Linked DNA regions of Mus musculus: region 1 is linked to region 2. Evidence: chromatin contacts called from public HiChIP or PLAC-seq data. All regions are on one chromosome and are shown on one strand. The core of a region is the stretch at or near the end of the contact, and the rest is flanking DNA. Distances in the headings are between cores, read along the strand shown. Region 1 holds the start of Hapln4 (hyaluronan and proteoglycan link protein 4). Region 2 holds the start of Zfp964 (zinc finger protein 964).

What was found. HiChIP or PLAC-seq counts read pairs in DNA pulled down with a chosen protein or histone mark.
Region 1: a contact with region 2 is called in a FOXA1 HiChIP or PLAC-seq map of pancreatic cancer cells. The contact joins the promoter of Hapln4 here to the promoter of Zfp964 in region 2. A contact is called at or near these places in 1 of 39 promoter capture datasets (cranial neural crest), 1 of 115 datasets of contacts at active chromatin or transcription factors (pancreatic cancer cells) and 1 of 9 other capture datasets (liver).

What each region holds. Positions count from the first base shown.
Region 1 is chr8:70,081,448-70,084,916 of GRCm38.p6, reverse strand. Hapln4 (hyaluronan and proteoglycan link protein 4) reads right to left here and starts at 1,388. Exons shown (of 5, transcript NM_177900.4): 1 at 1,354-1,388; 2 at 377-497; 3 at 1-135. The coding sequence starts at 1,356.
Region 2 is chr8:69,652,697-69,656,268 of GRCm38.p6, reverse strand. Zfp964 (zinc finger protein 964) reads right to left here and starts at 1,713. Exons shown (of 4, transcript NM_001177527.1): 1 at 1,673-1,713. The coding sequence starts at 1,675.

The sequences.
Region 1 (3,469 bases), core at 139-2,638, 430 kb before region 2:
ACTTGAGGCGGACGCCGTCGTGACCGTGGGCGGCCGCCTCGTAGTGGTAACGGCAGGGTAAGACAATGGTACCACCGCGGTGGCTCACCACCTGCCCCGGCGCCGTCTGCACCACCACGGAACCGGACTCGCCCTCTGCGGGGCGACCAATCAGGGGTCAAAGGTGCGGTAGGGTCCCTCAGGGAGAGGATGTGGGTCTAGGATGGGAAAGGAGCTCAGAGATTGAATGTAGGGGACCATGGCAATCCGCCACCCCATCCCACTCCCATCGTTCACTCTAGGCCACCGCTGTGTGTGTGTGTGTGTGCGCGCGCGCGCGCGCGCACGCGTGTATTGGGGATTGCAGGGGATGACCAGAGCTTCCCACAAAACTCACCCAGCACGTGCACGACTTTCTTCCTGCCACGCTGCGCCCCTGCGAGCACGGGGACCAGCAGCAGGAGTCCCCAGGCCACGGCCCAGAGTGCGCGGTGACCGAGGGCTCCTGGAGCACACGCCTGCGGGTACAGGAGCTGCTTCCAGCTGTACTGCCCCAACAGCCCCTAGCTCTGCCAGCCCTCCCCAAAAGGGTCTCAGGCGCGAATCAACCGTGGAACTGACGGAGGGTCAGGAGATTTCCTTTCGTCTTCCCTAAGTCCCTGCCCCCGTTACGGGAGCGCACGGGAGGGGGAGCAGCAGCGCGGACCGGGGCCGCAAGGTTATCAGCGCGCCAGGAGACTGCAGCAAGCCCGGCAGCACGAGCGGGGGTTGGGGATAGAGGGACAGGATTGGAGAGGTGGGGGGCAACGGGCTACTGAGCCAGGCCAGGAGAGATAGAGGGAGCGAGACCCAGAGTTGAGACACAGAGACAGAGACAGAGACACAGGAACTCAGAGGAAGAGATTCAGAGATAGAGACTCAGAGACAGACACCCGGAGACAGCGGCAAAGACAGAGAGAGACCCAGAGACTCGGAGACAGAGACGCAAAGATGCACTCAGAGACACAGAGATGCAGAGACACAGAGATAGAGACGCAGAGATAGAAACTCATAAATAGAGACGCAGAGACAGTGACCCAGAGACTCAGAGACAGTGACCCAGAGACGCAAAAATAGAGGTGTAGGATCAGAGATGCAGAGACTCAGAGGTAGAGGAAGGAGATACTAGTGGGAGAGACACGGAAAAAGAATAAGTGAGCGCTCTTCTCCACCACCACCCCCAAACATGGGGGAGACATTGAAGAGGCAGAGAAAGGGAAAGTGCCAAAGAAAGAGAAAGAGGAGGCAAGAGGAAAAGAGAGGGCGGAGAGAGGCAGAGAGAAGAGAGACAGAGACAAATGTGAGATTCGAAAACCAGTGCAGCGTGGCACTCACCATCCTGGTCGTGGCCCTTGCTGAGCGGCCAGTGCGCTTCCCCAACTGCGCACGCGCACAGCGGTCTGGCCAGCTGGTCCTGCCGGTCGCGCAATCCGGGCGTCTGCCTGCAAGCAGAGGAGGGCGCTTTAAAGGTGCCGCGCGCGCGTGCGCACGCACAGCACGGGGTGGGGGTGGGACAACCCTCACCCCCCAGCACGGGGAATTGAGAGCACTGTAATAGTGACCCATCCCAACCTCTCACCCACGAGGACTAAGTTGACTAGTTTCACTGGACTGAGCTGGTACTCCACACCTGGGATGACAGGCGTGCTGCCGCATAGGAGTCCCATATAACCACCCAGTGAGCAGAAGGGTAAACTAAGATGGTCGGCCAAGCTCCTTAATCAAGTCTTCCAGCTCCTGCCAGCACAGGAAAGACTCAAGTCCACGAGCCTCCCTGCCACCCCAACACACTTTATTTTATGGTAGAGACACACAACTGTTACTCAAGTATTCTGGAGGGAGAAAGGAGAACCAGCAGTTTAAAGTTATCTTCTGCAGGTTCGAGGTCAGCCTAGGATGAGAAGGAAAAAAGGGAAGGGGTTTGGAGCTAGTCTCTAATCTCAGCAGAGGCAGGTAGACAGCAAGCTTGAGACGAGCCTGGCCTATCTCCAGGCCATGTGTTAGCTGGAGGCTGAGGCTGAAGCTCAGTTGGAGAAGGGATCGCTTAGCATGCCTGTGGTTCTGGGTTCCAGAGGGAGGCTAGTCATTTCAACACCAGAGAGGCTGCGGTGGGGTTAGGAATTTAAAGTCATCTTTGGGCCAGTTGTGGTGGTACATGCAGGTAAAACATGCTAAGAGGCAAGAGGCAGAGGTAGGACAATCATGCGTTTGAAGCCTCATTTGTTGCTTCTGTGACGGCACACGCCTTTAGTCTCAGCACTTGGGAGGCAGAGGCAGGCGGATCTCTGTAAGTTAGAGGCCAGCCTGTTCTACGTAGTAAGTTCCAGGACAGCCAGAGCTACTATGAGAGAACTTATCTCAAAATAACTAATTGAGGAAAGTAAAGTTACCTTGGGCTACAGTGGGAATTTAAGGCCTGCCTGGGATACATAGGACCTTATTTTCTACAGAGTTCCAGGACAACTAGAGTTACACAAAGACCTTGTTAAAGAGGAGGAGGAGGAGGAGGAGGAGGAGGAGGAGGTGGGGGAGGAGGTCAGGGAAAGCCAGGCATGGAGGTATAAGAGAGGCTAAGGCAGAAGGATAGCAAGTTTGAGGCTAGCCTGGGCTCCACAGCCAGATGCTATGGCTTTTCTAGGCTAGACTGGAGTAAGTCTTCTCTTCACCGGCAGCAGTACAAGGGCTTGGTTAAGGGCCTGGGCCGGCCAGTCTTGCTTTACCCATCTGCTCACTGGGCAATCACCCAAGAAACCCAGGGCCCAGAGGAACAGGTCTAAGTTCCACTCTTTACCTTGCCTGAGGCAGACCTCTCAGCCTGCACAGGTCTCTGGGCAAGGTAGGAACTGTTATGACTGTGTTTCCACTAGAAAACTGGTAAACAGTTGGCCCTGCCCAGAGGCTCAGGGCCCCAGTCATCTGCAAACTCCATTCTTCAACCAGTTTCCAGATGCAAGACAGGAAATGGAGACCGGTTTTCCAGCCCTTTGCTGTCTAGCCAGGCTCAGTTGCCCTGGGAAGTTAGGCTGGAAGTCAGTTCATAACTTAGCTGTGCTCAGGTGTGACCTTGGGCTAGAATCGTCTCTAGATGCCTAACTCCACTGCATGGCTAGTTATGCTCCTCTCCATGTGTGGTGGTTTGAATAGGTGTGACACCTGTAGAGTTATGTGGTTGCATGCTTGGCCCACAGGGAGTGACACTATTAAGGGGTGTGTCCTCCTTGGAGTATGTGTGGCCTTGGGCCTTGGAGAGAGTGTGTCACTTTAGGGGTAGGTTTTGAGATCTCATGTTGCCAGAATCAGTCCTCTTCTGGACTTCATTTTGGGTCAAAATGAAGAGCTCTCAGCTCCTTCTTCAGCACCATGTCTGCCTGCATGCTATGCCTCCTGCCATGATGACAATGGACTGAGCCTCTGAAACTGTAAGCCAACCCCAATTAAATGTTGTCCTTAT
Region 2 (3,572 bases), core at 464-2,963:
AGCAGAGGATGGCCTAGTCTTTCATCAATGGGAGGAGAGACCCTTGGTCCTTTGAAGGCTCTACACCCCAGTATAGGGGAATGCCTAGGCCAGGAATGGGAGTGCATTGGGGAGCAGGGGGAGAGGGGAGCAGATAGGGGATTTTCAGAGGGGAAACTAGGAAAGGGGATAGTATTTGAAATGTAAATAAAAAAATAAAATAAAAAATACTACAAAAAAAGAAAGTTGTAGTTTTAAAACTGCAAAGCTTGCTTTAAAAAAAATCAGTTTTTTTTTTAAACCATTCCTTTCTGTGTGCATGTGTGGCTATGCATTGCCATGATGCATGTATGAGGTGAAGGGACAGGAGTTCAAAGAAATTCTGTGGTTCTCGATTCTCTCCTTCTACCAAGTGGCTTATAAGGATTAACCCCAGGTCTCTGGGCTTGGCAGCAAAAGATGCCACCCACAGAGAGATTCGGAGGAACCAAGAACCTAAGTATTTTGTTTTTTTCTTTCTTCCTTTTGAGATAGGTTCTCACTATGTAATCCTGACTTGCCTGAACTCACGACATAGACCTGGCTGACCTAGAACTTACAGAGATCCACCTGCTTCTGTCTCCAGAATACTGGGATGAAAGGTGACTCCCAACCAGCTCAGCAAGAATCTAAGTTCTAAAAGGAAAACCTTGTTCACTTGATGGTAAGCGCCTTGAAACACTCAGGGTCACACCACCTAAGGAACACCAGTGAACACCTGGTCAGACTGAAAACTGCTGCGGAAAGTCATGGAATTGCAAGGATGTTAGAATACGGGTACAGCCCTGGGAAAGAGCAAAGCAGAGATTCATGATTCACAACTTCAAAACTGACTTAAAAGCAATTATCATTAAGATAGGATAAAGCTGCAGATAGGCCTAAGGAGTAATAGAGCACTTACCCAGCATGCTATGCAAAGCTGTTGCATCTAACTTCCAGACTGTGGGTGGGAAGGAGTAAATATTTTTTAAGAAAAGAAAAAATAAACTATACTAGGCTCTGTGACAACCTGAGTTCTATCCGTTAATCGCGGAAGGACAGCACTCATTCCATAAAGTTGTCCTGTGACCTTACACCTTCCTCACTCTACACACACACCGGGGACACACACCAATAAATAAGGCTGATTTAAGTAGGAGAGAGGGAGGGGGAAGGAGAGAGCTGCAGCGCACGGCAGGGGTCCTCCACTTCGTCTACTCGCTAGTCCCGCTCCACGTTTCTCTCCCTTGTCCTGGGGCAGCCCAGGCTGTCCCCTCTCCTCCAACAGCTGCGGGTTTACTGTGAAGCCCGCACGCAGGGTTACAAGTGAGTGCGACGTTAAGCTGTCACAACCCGCACTAGGAGAAACCTGCGCCGTCGAAGGAGCTGTGGGCAGACCAGCTCAGCACCGAGCGACCCCGCCCACGCGGGTGCTCTGGGCTCTGCAGCGTGCTGCCCTCGTCTCTCCGGGCCAGCCTGGCTCCCTCTGGCCAGCCGCAATCCGTCCGGGGGGAGCTCGCGGCTTCGCCTTTTAAACTCTAATCTTCGCACCAAGCCGAACTTTCCCAGACGCTGGACCCACCCCTCCCCCAGTCCCAAGGAGGACCCACCACCCCGGCTCCCGCGGCTCAGCCGGCCGCTCTTCCCCTTCTGGGGACTTCGGCCCTGCGCTCACCATGGCGCGGCTTCGAGCTCGGCCGCGCTCCCCTTAGCTACGGGCCGCAGTGGCCACAGCGAAGGGGGCCGAACCCGCTGCGCCTTCTCCGCTTCCCAGCGGAATGCACAGCGGGATTGCGATGGAGCCCGCCTCCCACCGCTCCCTGGCGCTCCTGATTGGATGGCTTGTCTGGAGGCCCTGATTGGCTAGGGCCCGACTTCGCTCAGCTCGGGAGAGATTTGCATAAAAGCCAGACCTGCCTGCTTCTTGCTGGGTACTTTAGTCTTCGGTGATCTCAAAAGCTTAGTTCCTATTGGTCTTGGGTCGTTGGTGTCCACAGTGCATTTACCAACTCAACGTCCAGTGTAGTGATTTCTTGCTTCAGACCTAGAATTGTTATAGGACCTTGGGTATGATGTATTCCGTGGACCTGGATTTTTATTCAGGGAAGCCAAAAAAAAATTTTTTTTTTTTTAAGGCGTGAGCGCCACCACTGCCTGGCTCCTTTTATTTTATTTTATTTTTTTTAAAGATTTATTTATTATTTTATGTAAGTACACTGTAGCTGTCTTCAGACACACCAGAAGAGGGAGTCAGATCCCGTCATGGATGGTTGTGAGCCACCATGTGGTTGCTGGGATTTGAACTCTGGAAGAGCAGTCGGGTGCTCTTACCCACTGAGCCATCTCACCAGCCCGGAAGCCAAAATTTTTGATAGTGGTCTGTCAAGTGGGGCTTGGTGGTTGGTACAAGTCCCCTTAATCCCAGCACTCATTCTGCTGGCAGCGAAAGACAGATCTCTGTGAGTTCTAGGCCAGCCTGGTCTACATTGTAAAAATCTGGGCTAGTTAAAGTTGCACAAAGTCTGGTCATTGTTAGAGGCCAGAACACACTGGCTCCTCATCAGCTCTTTCTGGTAGAGTTATTAAGACGCTATCTGTACTGTGATTTTACAACTCTTAACTTATAATTCAGTCCAGTATCTGGTCCTCTGTGCTCAACTTCACAGCTGGAAATAAGATAATAACAAATTCCAAGCGACTGGAGAAAAATGAAGGCGTTTTAAATATTCAGTTCTTCAGAGAGACACGGAACCTTAGAGAAAAGGCAAAAACGGCTGTGAATTTTGGCACAAGATTTTTTTTTTTAAGTCCCCCTGGGGGAGAAATTTCTGTTCTTTGTTTCTCACAGGCCAGTTCTGCTATTTTCTCAAATTTCCCATCTCCCTGGCTTAGGGTACAAAGCCTTATCTAAGGAATAACTCGGGATTTGAGGCTTCCTCTTTTCCTTATCATGATTTAAGTTACATAGTAAACCATGGGTAACTCCAAGTCTCATTATGGGCCGGTACCAGCCAGCGCTTGGAAGAAACATGCCCAGCACCTACTGCTTATCTGTAACTGGTGAACTCTAAATGCACTTTATACTGAAATGGACAATGACAGTCCAATTCAGTGGTTCTTGACCTGTGTGTCATCAGATCATCAGAAAACACATATTTACATTATGATTCACAGTAGTAGCAAAATTATAGTTTATACAGTAGCCAAGAAAATAATTTTATGGTTGGGGGGATCACCACATCATGATGAACTATTAAAGGTCATGGCATTAGGAAGGGTGAGGACCACTGTCTCACACCATCACATATGCTAGCTCAGACTAAATCATGTGGTGTTTAACTTTAATTTTTTCAAAACCTATTTTTAATGATGGTTCTTAAATGCTTTAGCCTTCCTTCTAGCCCACCACCCTCCAGAGGTAGTGGAAAAGAAAGGATACAGGAGAAGTGGACCTGTTTAGAAAGGTTCTTTGGAGAACCTTCCATCTGCATTGTCTGGAAATCTGCAGTTCAGTTCACAGGTCATCAACAGCAGCTCGATTCACTTGTAAACACTTCACAGATATACCAACAGTC